Regions from separate parts of the Mus musculus genome. Here region 1 is linked to region 2. The links are chromatin contacts, called in public capture Hi-C maps. All regions are on one chromosome and are shown on one strand. The core of a region is the stretch at or near the end of the contact, and the rest is flanking DNA. Distances in the headings are between cores, read along the strand shown. Region 1 overlaps Gm39256 (a long non-coding RNA gene). Region 2 has its middle 150 kb from the start of Gm39256.

Region 1 (6,092 bases), core at 258-2,757, 120 kb after region 2:
GAGAGACCTGTTCCTATCTGCCCACATCCTCCTGCACTCCTGGCTAGATACAGGCAGGTCTGGGCCAGCGCAGGGTAGGAAAGACCTGGGGAGCTTGGCCAGTGCTGCTGTTTCCTTGGCCCGAGCATGTGATCCACTCTCAGCTGGGCCCTAGCCTGGCAGGGCCTTCTCCTGGCCTGCTGGTTTCTCTGGGGGATGTGTGTTGTTTTGAGCCCTGGGTTTTTAAACACTGTAGTCCTAGCTACAAAAGAGCCAAATCTCTCCCATTCCATGGGTTTCGGTGAAGGTTTTGTTTTAGACACAGTCTGTAGCTTTTATTTGAGAGGTGGTTGGCTTAGACCTATGCAGCTCTGGCTGGGTTCCAACTTGTGAGAAACCTCCTGCCTCAGCCTTCCAGGTGCTGGGACGACAGGCCTGAGCCACTACTCCTATTGGGTGAGTGTGCTTTTGTCAGAACCTTGCCTACTCTTGCCAGGAGAAACCGCTTAGCAATAAGGTCTGCACCCAGAATTTATAGAAAGAATGGAAGAAAGGAGATGTGAAAACATTCCAGGCAGATGGGCCAGGGAGTGCTGATGTAGAAGGAGGGACCAGGGGTCTGGCCCCTGCATTGATGCACGTCAGGTGGAGCCATTACCAGGGAGGGCTCTAGAAGTAGATTAGCAAGACCTCTCTGCCACTTGCCAGTTGTGCAAGCTTAGGAAAGCTGCTAGACCTTCCAGTGCCGCAGTTTCTTTGTCTGAAAAGTGGGTACAGCACCTGTGTTCATGTTTTAGGTTGACTCTGAGTTCAGCACATGCAAAATCCCCCTGCCCCTGTGCTATGGCCTGTGACTCAATCAATATAAGTTATTGGTACTGAAAATACCCTTTGTTTCCCTAGGGATATGCATATTTGGAAAATGATGCCATGATATTCCTTCCAGGCTTTAATGGGGTTCACCAACTGGTTCCTGGTGATGGCTATTGAATGTCACCACTATCTTTTCGGCAGCCTCTACTTTCATTTGTGGTGAAGCCACATAGAGGGTGCTCTGGTTTACAGAGTTCCAGAATGGGACGTGTCTCACGTGTGCACCCTGTCTCTGAAAGACTGCTGACCAAAGAGATACTGTAAAGGCACACACTCAATTCTGCTGCCAGAACCACAAGGCAAAAACACACAACAGGTGACAGGGCATCCTGGCGTGTGAGCTGACTCTCACAGAGCTCAGAGGACTCTTGAGTTTGTGAGTTCTCCAGTACTTTCTTGACATGTTTTTATTTTGTTTTGTTTTGTTTTGTTTTGTTTTTCCCCTGAACACAAGGACACACACTTGTCCTGAGTCCTGGAAAAGAGTAGCTCTTGCACATTGGTGTGACACATATACACACTAATGCCCATGTGTGTGTGTGTGTGTGTGTGTGTGTGTGTCCGTGTGCATGTGTACGTGCGCATGTGTATGTACAGATCAGGAGGAGCCACAAACTGGCCCACCCACCGATGACACAGCCAAGCCTGAAGCCGCAGCTGGGGGAGAACGGAAGCGGTAGACGCTGACTCATGAGAATCTCCTTGCACACCAAACAGGCAATGATTTCGCTCTGCCTTCCTTAGGTGTCTTTTGCAGATGATGTATGAATCACCTTATTTACCTTCTCCTTCCCAACCTCCTGCTTTATTATTTTTAATAATGCCATGCCAGCTCCGAGGAGGAGTTTCCTTTGCAAAAAGAAAAAAAAAAAAAAGAAAGAAAAAAAAAGTGGGGAAGGGAAGAAAATCAGCCTCTAACTCTCCATCCTCATTACTTCGCAAACATGCTCTTTCTACAGTCCTGTGTGAGAGAGGGGGGACACAAGATGAGTTGGTTCTAGGCAAGCCTCAAATCCGAATATAAACAGTAATAAATTCAGGTCTTGATTCTAGGGGGGAAGCCATAAAGTTTTCATCGTCTTTAATGAGAATAAAAATGCCGTTGCGTGAACACTTTTTAATTTTAAAATAAAGAAGACTAGAGTGCATGGAGAGGCAGGATAGCTTAAGTGTGCTTGTGCTGGGCTCCCAAAAGCACAGTCCTGGTTCTGCACTGGCTGCATGAGTGCATGCATGTATGTGTGGGTGCACATGCCTGTGTGTGGGTGTGGGCATGCTAGTGCAAATCTGCCCTCGCCACTTGTTTATATCCAGTGCTTGGCATTCTCTCAGCTGCAGAGTCCACACTGTCCCTGTGTGACACCTGTGCTTCAGCTTCCAGATGACGAAACAAGGATGCAGAGATTTCCGAGGTACCTGTGGTTGTACAGTTCCCTTAAGAGCCTACGCTGCAACCTGGTCCTCCTTGCCTCAAGCTCCCGAGCATATGTTCCAAAAACCCTTCTAGGTTTTTATCCAGAAATATTGCCTTGATTAGATGTGGCAAGAAAGCCGCAGACTGACACACCTCACGGCTCCATCCGTCATATATAAAATAAAGCATCTTAGGGGACTGAGATGTCATCTCTCTAGCCTGTCACCAAACACAGAGATCTTTTCTCCAGATTTCCCTGCTTTGGACTCTCAGGATTATTACCTGTGACAGGGACCTCATTGCCTATCGAGGAAGCCTCTTCCAGGCTCCCACAGCTTGCTCAATCAGAGTGTCTGTTTTCACCATGGGAAACAGGCCTCCTCATCTCCTGTTGGATCTTTCCTTCAGTACAGATTTCCCTAGCCTTGTGGACTGGCTACCTCTTTGAACAGACCATTTTCCAACCCTGAGCTGTTTCTTCCACAAGCCAGCCAGCTGGGCTTCCAGAACACCTGCACATGTGGCCATCACCTGCTGATCTCAGGCTGGAGAAAGCTTTGCTTACTTGAACGTGACTTTGGCGTGTGAGGGATATGTTCCTCAGCCCACAGTATCTTGGGCTTACTGTGTTAGTTATTCTTCTCAGGATTGTAATAAGACACCCAACAGAAGCAACCTAAAGGAAGAAGGGTTTATTTTGGTTTGTGGTTAGAGGGGTACAATCCATCAAGGCGTGGATTCACAATGGCAGGATCATGAAGCAGCTGATCATCTTGTATCCACAGACCAGAATCAGCTTCTTTTCTCCATTTTATCCAATTCTCAAGACAACACACGCAGTAGTGCCATCACGTTCAGGTGAGTATTTTCATCTCAGTTGACCAGATCTAGAAACTTCTTCACAGACATGATCATGAGGCTCACTCCCAGATGGTTCTACTTCCCATCTAAGTGAAACTTAGCACTAGTCATCCCAGCATTGCATAGAAGGGATGGGAGCAAAGGCTCTTGGGGTGGAAGACAGCTTGCAACTTAGAATCCAAAACCTCTTCAAGGTGTCCCATTAGGGGAGCAATGAGGATCTGCTCTAATCTCCAATGACCACCCGAGTCGCTTTACCCAAGAGGAGCTTCGTGCCTGATAATGAGGGAGCGTCCTTTCCCAGACTCTGGAATGACGAGGGTGTGCCATTTATAAAAATTAACTGCTTAATGGCTCACAGACCCTCCACATTTGAATATAAAGTAACAGTAAAATCCTCGTAAGGACTAAGTCAGGTTTTACGGCAGAGAAAAAGAATGCTGGTCTTCTCGTATTGATCTGATTCTTACAGCTGATCAGGACAAATGCCTTCATCCCCAGGAAGGTACTTACAAAGCCCAGAGACAGGGGGTCTCCAGGTGTGCCTGTCTCTCCTTACACATTCATGCATCCAGGTAGCTAAAGATGTCAGGTGGAGCGGGGTGTCCTTCTCCTCAAGCTGACTGCTCTCTGTGACCACACAGCTATGTCTGCACAGAAGTCTGTGGCCTACCTTATACCTGAAGTATAAGGGCACTACAAAGGACCTTTTGTAGTGTGTGTGTGTAGGTATGTCTTTGTGTGGGGGGAGGGCGGGAGAGGGAGAGAGGGGGGAGGGAGAGAGAGAAGGAGAGAGAGAAAGAGAGAAGGAGGGAGAAAGGTTGGGGGAGATATTGGGGTGCATATGTAGACCTGTAAACACACTCTCCCACTAGACTGTATATACCAGCCCTTTAGCTGGGACAATACCTCTTGTCCCAGCTGTCTTTAGTGGAATGATTGCTCTTAAAGGCATCCCAGCTTAGAAGGGTAGCACCTTGAATAGATTTGAGCACAGGTCACACTGTTTTGGACTCATGGTTTGCAGCCTGGCTTGGGTGTCCAAGTCCTCAACAGAACAAAAAGAGAGAATAAAAAAAGACAGTTACTATCCCATGCGTGTTAGTAGGATTTGAGATCAGTCCCAAAGCCTTTCAGGGTGTATAGAATCTGCTCAGTGCTGCATTAGAAGTTGCCCTGCCATCGAAATGAATCCAGCAAGTGGTTGAGTAATAGGTACAAAGTCTCCTGCCTTGGGATAGGAATCTGGTCATTGCTCATAATGAGAGTCTCAGAATTGTTACTTAACCTCGCTGTGGCTCAGTTTCCAAATATGTAAAATAGGGGTAGCATGAGCACCTGCCTCTGGAGCTCACTGTGGGCATTAAATAAATAAAGTCTTGAAAAATACTCAGGTTGTACTGTGACTTAATTTGGCTTGCCCTCCATGGGCTCTGGGGTGAAAGTCTAGGTTCCTAGCTGGAAAGGGGGCTGAGGAGGCAGGCTGCTTCTGGAAGGTTCTCAACATTTTAACAGAAAGAAGTGGTCCAGTGGGGCATAGCCTCAGAAGCTGTGTGCTGTCCTAGGACTTCCACTCTCATCTTTATTTGCTATCCTTCCAACTCAGCATGAGGATAAAGACTCTGCTGCGATCACCATGATGAACTGTCTAAGCATGTACGACATGCAGCCAAGGGACCCATGGACTAACCCCACTGCAACCATATGACTAAATAATCAACTAAAATATTTTTTACTAGGTATTTTGTTCCACCATTTCAAACTCATGAACACAGCCTGCCTTCAGGATTTTACACAGGATGCCTTCAAAACACACTATGTTACTATCAGCCCAGAAGAACTTATCCACCTCCAAAGGGCAGACTGCATTCCCGGCAGCCAAGCTAACCTATGAGGGAAAAACCTTGCTAATTCTCAGCGTGCTAGAACAATCAAGCAAGTAAAAAGAACAGTAAATGCCCATCAAGTAATATAATGGGATCAATAAAACACACCTTTTCCTCTGGCCCTCACCAGGAAAATGGGACATTTGATATTTGTTCTCTGAAACTAGACAAACCTCTCTCTCCCTGAATGTTAGTGAGCTTAGTTTCTGGGATATTTAGCAGTTGTTTTCAGATAAATCACAGTCAGGCTTTCTGGCCCAGTTCTTAGGGTTTCTCATCTCATAAGGGAAAAAAAAATGTCCTCCAGCTTGTTAGAAAAGGCAAATGTGTTCTTATTGTCTACTTATCTTGGTGTCTCTAGAATGAGACCCCACCACATCTCCCATCACCTGCCATTCAAACACAGAGAGGAGCTCTGTCACACATGGACAGTTAGTCTACTTTGCTTTCTGCGTGGCGTGTACAGATATGGTTTCACAAATCAGAGTTTTCTAAAGATTAATTTTCCTTTAAAAATACATCAATACTCCCAGCACAGGTGCAAATACTACATCTACAAAATTTCCAAATTTGTGGGACTCCTGGTTGGGGGGGGTGGGTATTATTGCTGAGAGCTGTTTTTCTCTATATGGTGCAAGCTCAGCCATTATCTTCCCAGAAGATGGGTGAAAAACTCAAGTTCTATTTGCAGATAAATTTAGTTTTGGAGCTTAGATTTGTGAGTTGGAAAGATGGCTCCGTGTTTAAAGTGCTTGCCAGAAAAGCAAGAGGACCATAGGGCAGATTACCAGAAGCCATGCAAATGCCTGTAAGGTTAGCACTTGGGACATGAAGACACTGGACCTCCAGAGCAGGCTGGCTAGCCAAACTACACGTCAGAGAGTTGAGAGTCCTGCCGTTGGCAGAGAGACCTTGCCTGAGAAACTAAGGTAGAGAGTGATTAAGGATGCTTACTGACAACTTGGGGCACACATATTAATCCCGTACACACATATGGACAGGTACCCACACACATGTATAGGAGTGATCAAGTGTGTGCATGCACACACACAGCTAAAAACTATCATCCAAGATTTGTA
Region 2 (5,475 bases), core at 1,956-4,455:
GGAGGTAAGCCCAGGACAAGTGTTTGTGTGATGTCTGTGGTTCTTTTCCCTATTGTCAGGGAGTACTTGTATTGTCCCTGTCATGTGCCTCAGCCTCCCCACCCTCCCCAGTGGACTCTAAGAGAGGAGATGCCACGTTGAATCATTGCATATCCCAGACCCTGAGTCTTCCGGCTGTGCGCGCAGGACTCAGTGGAGAATGGGCCCCTCCTCTGTTTCTCAGCTTTCTTATGTGATTAAAAGTAGAGCCTGCTGTAAGCACAAGGCCCTGGGAGTCAGGATCCTTACATGGAAGTGCTGTTGCCTGTCTTCCACAATGGCTTTCTATTTTCTCTTGATATTTGGAAGTTTTGAGATTTCTCCCACCCCGTGTACAGTGTGGAGACTCTTGCTGGAAGTCAGGGTCTCAGACACCACTATAACTACCTGACCATGATACCCACAATGCAACCCCCTGTTCCCCCTGTTCCCATCTTCCTCATATGTCCAATGACAGTTCTTCATGTATGCTAGGAGGATTTAGGGACAGGGACACACACACACACACACACACACACACACACACACAGAGAGAGAGAGAGAGAGAGAGAGAGAGAGAGAGAGAGAGAGAGAGAGAGAGAGAGAGAGATAGTTTAGGGATACACAAAGAAACATCCACTACAAAGGAATTATCTAACATGGAAGGCACAAATGACCGCTGAGCCTTTGACTCTTGCATGGTATGACGATCTAAGGTTAGTTCATTCAATAAATGCACAGAAATCACCACATACTCCTTATATCTTCCATCCTATTGAACACAGCCCTGGAAAAAACCACAGTCCCTGAGCACCTAAGACCCTTCATAAGCCACTTGGTACTTCCTTTAATCTGCCTCTGCAAGGCCTTTAAACACTGTACTTCTGGGATCCCAGACGTTGGCACAGGCTAGATGTAGGGACAGACACACGATGGTTTCTGTTTCATCATCTCACACACTATCCGACAGTGGCAAATGCTGAAAGGGCCACATGGAATGGGTCTCTGCAGGCCCGCAGAGAACCTGGAGGTTTCCCAGCTTGCCAACGCCTCTTGGCATCCCAACAGGCAGGAAGACAGACTCTTTCTTTGTCTCTGGAGACTGAGAATCCTACAGGATGGGAATTAGCTAGACTGTCAGGCTGGTTTCCCTCTACATCTCTCTACACCTGCATGGGCTACATCTGAGTACTCGAAGCCCTGGAACTCTCATCCATAGAGGGAATGTTGAGTTAACTAGGAGCAAGGAGACAGTGCTTCATGCTACATATCAAGATCAGATCCAAGACATTTTCTAGCATTCATGTTCCAGAGTCCCAGAGCCCCCTTTGATAATGGTAATGTTTTGGGAGTCACGACTCTGTTAGGTGATCTTGTTCAGTTTCCATAAACGTTACACAGAAGTATTTTGTGAAGGGGCCTACTATGTGCTGCAATGCTCTTAGAAATATTACACTTGTTTTCAGAGTAAGTGTCAAAATCCTTTTCCAAATGACCTTAATGTCCTCAGCAGAGTGGCTTTGGCTAGCCTTTGGTCTCATTTTCTAATTTCTTCTCATCAGGTTCATAGGCGGTGGCTAGCAGATGTGTCCAGCATGTCATCTAAGCTCCTGCCTTAGGATCTTTGCACATAGTATTCCCTCTGATGCTCACAGCTCTACACCTGTAGGCTGCCATAGCTGGACTTTCTTTGGCCTCCCATGTGTGACCTCTAATCACTGCCCTCCTGCGTCCATGTCTTCAGATGACACCTAACTTTTTTATACATGCTGGTGTTTGGTTGATAGTTTTTTGTCCTACTAAAAAGCACCTAGGTGAGAGTTTCTTGTACTTTGTTTGCTGGTGTGGTCAGCCCCTGGAACAGTGTTGCTCACACAGAGCTGCTTAGGAAGCCATTGTTGGACAGATGAGCTATCTTCCCTTCATCCACTCCTGCTCACGGGAGGCAAAGCAAAGAGACCTTGCAGATGTTGTTTGAATTCTTGCAGCTAAGCATCAGGCAAGGTATGTTCATAAATTCATCCACCAAGGACATCTGGATTAGTCTTTGCACGCCAGGGGCTAGATTACAACATGGACAAGTGGGCTCTTAGTGTGGAGCTCACATTTCAATTCCCCTGTCCAGTGCTCTCAGTCAGGCATCCCAGAATTCCCCATTTTCCAACCCCATCTCTCTGATTTCTATGTTAAGACAGACATTCTTGTACCCAGAAAACAAATTATGATCTCCTTGAAGGCAGGAGAGTGCTCAGACTTCACAAATTCTTAGGGAAGAGATATGGACTCCTGGGTAGTTAGCTTGTGGGTATGTTTGCAAATGATTCTCTTTAATTCCTCCTCCTTCAAGCTCCCCCGCAGCTTCCCTTCCATTCTGGTTATCCATCATTGCAGCTTCAAATGACCATAATTTTATTGCAAAATTCAGTTTTAAGGCAAGGGATCAAGACAGGGCTCGGACGAACTGGTGTTCTGCTTCATATAGTTAAACTCCAGGAACTCCAATAATCTAAAACCCGAGAGACTGAATAGATGGGATTTTGGAGAAACTACAGCATGGCTCCTCCCTCACGTTTGGGTAGACTGGTGATATGATGGTTAATATTGTCAACTTGACAGGATCCGGAACCATAAAGAGGGAGACTCTGGGTGTGTCTGTGAGGGATTTTATTTTATTTTATTCTATTTTATTTTTACATTAGGTTAATTGAGGAGGAAAGACTACTCTTCAGTGTAGGCAGTGCTATCCCATGGTCTGGGATCTTCCGATGCATAAATAGGTGAGCACCAGGGTTCATCTCTCTCTGCTTCGTGGCAGTGGATGTCATGTGACCAGCTGCCTCAAATTCCTGCTGCCATGCCTTGCCGGCCATGATGGATTTCATCAATTGTGAGCCAAAATAAACCATTCCTTGTTCTCCTAAGTTGGACGCTGTGTCACGGAGACTAGAAAGGTAACGAGTACAGCTGACCAAGAAGAAGCCCAGTGTCATAGCAGAAGGGGTTACCCTTCTCCCACACATTTCCTTTCTCCGTGCCAGTTCTCAGCTGGGCTGTGGTGACTCCCCACCTGACTCATCTCAAATCGTGAATCCGTTCTGGAAGAACAGATATTTGAGGCCCAAGGCTCAGCCTCAGTAAAGCAATAAGTAAAAAGAGAAGTGAGATTCCGCAAATGTCAAGCCACCAGTTCCTCAGCGGTGGCCTCCACCGCCTGAGATCTCTCCTGACCTCTTGGATCTGCTAACTTATTGCTCCCCACTGGAAAATGGCACAGGAGTGACTCAACCAAAGACCTAAATAAAATGCTGAGATGAGAGGAACCAGTCTCATCCACTTGACTTGTTACTGGGTCAGCATCAGGAGGCATAGGAGGACTCTTCTAGAAGTTTCTTTCCCCAGGGGCTCACCTGGCAAGAGTGTATTTGGGAAGTTTCCACAAGGGAAAAGAGCGGTGTATTGACTTTCCATTTGGCTGGGGGCATCTGGGGATGGAACCAACATTGAGAACTCCTGTGGTCTTAAGCCCTTCTTTGGGATGCGATGGGAGATTATCTGTTAATAGCATCTGTGGGCTACAGTGGATGAGCAACGCTGGTGTCAGAGACCATCAGGAGCCCCTTGAGAGCCCAAGAGGTGAGGCGGTCTGTGTGTGGTAGGGGAAGTCCTCTGGCTATGTGATGTCTAGACATACTGAAGCCCTGCCTCCATCTTGTCTTGTCAGGCTTCTGCTTGCTCAAAGACAACAGTGTATCTATCATCCCTGAACACTTGAGCATCTGTAATGAGAAGAGCTGAAACAAGATGCAGAAAGGCGGGCTCCCTTCTGCCCCTATCTCTTGACCCAAGGTTTTAGCTTCTATCTCACATTCAACCCAACAAAGAGTTCTTTCAAGGCAAAAACCAAATCTTTTCTTTCCTTCACCTCACTGGCTCTCTCTCATCTATCTGCTTGGGTGGTAAAACAAGCCCCGTGATAAATCTTCTGTCAAGTCCCTTCCCTCTGCCCTCCCTCCCCAAACTTCCCTTTGGAGTGGCTGCACTTTTCTATCTTCAGCATAGTCACCTCACCACACATTTTTGTCACTCTTTCAGTCAGGCCTTCCACAACACTGGGCATCCATCACCATGCTTTTACTGTGAATCTCATGATGTAGCTAAGAACCCAGGCAGAGTTCAGCTGGATGAGTGTTCTGCTCTGTAGAGGGTGAATTAAGCTCCTTTTTGGGGCTGCTTGCTGAAGAACCTGAGCTGGCATTGCTGCTTTTTGTCTAGAGCTTAGTTTGGAGACTCTAAGTACACATTAGTCTCCGATTTTGGTGACTTGGTGAGGTGACCTAGAGATCTGTCATCAGATTGAATAGGTAACTAGAGTGCCACTGTATGACCTGTCCTTTGCATAGGGATTAAGGCACCCATAAAGAATGCTTCAAAGTAGGAAGTAGTGGACGAGGTGAGAGCCTGATAGGTCAAGTGCTTCCCTTGCAAATATGAGGACCCCAGATCAATATCTAGACTGATGCATTCAAAGCCAAGGATGGTGACATGAACTTATGATGCCAGCACTGAGAAGATGAAGGCAGGCCGATCCCTGGGCTCCCTAGCCACCCAGCCTAGTCTACCTGGTGAACATCAGGCCAATGGGACATTCTATCTCAAAGAACAAAATGACTGTTGGCTCCAGAGGAGTCATACCTAAGGTTGTCACTTGGCTTCTGGGTGCACATGTACATGTTCTCAGAAAAAAAAAATGTCACTTTCTAGCCACCCAACCCATGTCTTGTGACCTAGCCCTGGCTGCCTTCACCACTTTTCCTCCCACATCACTCTCTAGCCACACCAGACTTCTTCCTGTTCCACAAACACACAAAACCCTCTCTTCTCAACCTTAGAAGCATCCTGCTATCCTTCTGCCGGAATTGCCTCTCCTTAAAACTGTCTCCAGCTTGCCTCTTAAGCTGAGTATCCTCAGTTGCATATTCTCCCAATGGGCTTTATGCCTGTCCCTCGTAATATATATCGGTGGAAAGAAATCATTTATCCCCCACCCTAAGTGCAAAACCAGCGTCAGTCTATCATTTCCTCGTTACTGAGATGTTTGGTTTGCCCTCTGGGTTCCAGATGGCCTTGTTGTTGTTTAGAAAGTGGTCATCTCTGACAGCCCTGGTCAGGTCACAGAATCAGCCGTGCATTGCTCCTTATGGGGAGGGCACAGAGCAAAGCAACTCAGGGAATATAGGAGCAAACACACACCAGCAAGATTTTTTAATAATAGATGTTAAAAAATGAATCAAAACAAGGCAGCTATCCCCACCAAACAGGGCTAAGTGTAATGTCTATCATGGGCTATGATATATGTCTGCTTGGAGACCGACTCGACAAAAGGCCAAATTTTCTTAAAAGCATGTTAAAATATTAATAGCTATCTGAAACAGTTTTCTTGCAACTGCTGCCAGTCTT

Evidence for each region. Capture Hi-C pulls out chosen DNA fragments and counts their contacts.
Region 1: a capture Hi-C map of bone marrow-derived macrophages shows a contact between it and region 2, with 2.9 times the contacts expected there. The contact joins two enhancer-like sites. A contact is called at or near these places in 3 of 484 Hi-C or Micro-C datasets (brain, embryonic stem cells and nephron progenitors), 1 of 115 datasets of contacts at active chromatin or transcription factors (bone marrow-derived macrophages) and 1 of 9 other capture datasets (bone marrow-derived macrophages).

Annotation. Positions count from the first base shown.
Region 1 is chr8:115,617,059-115,623,150 of GRCm38.p6, forward strand. It overlaps Gm39256 (a long non-coding RNA gene), which reads right to left. Exons shown (of 2, transcript XR_879215.3): 2 at 1-6,092. Among named protein-coding and RNA genes, the nearest start is that of Gm39256, 25 kb to the right of the region's middle. Within about 2 kb of position 1,508, at least 65 of the 459 cell types and tissues checked have an H3K27ac peak or open chromatin away from gene starts, as enhancers often do. A contact at or near this core is called in bone marrow-derived macrophages, where this site is marked.
Region 2 is chr8:115,491,401-115,496,875 of GRCm38.p6, forward strand. No RefSeq gene overlaps it. Among named protein-coding and RNA genes, the nearest start is that of Gm39256, 150 kb to the right of the region's middle. Within about 2 kb of position 3,206, at least 13 of the 459 cell types and tissues checked have an H3K27ac peak or open chromatin away from gene starts, as enhancers often do. A contact at or near this core is called in bone marrow-derived macrophages, where this site is marked.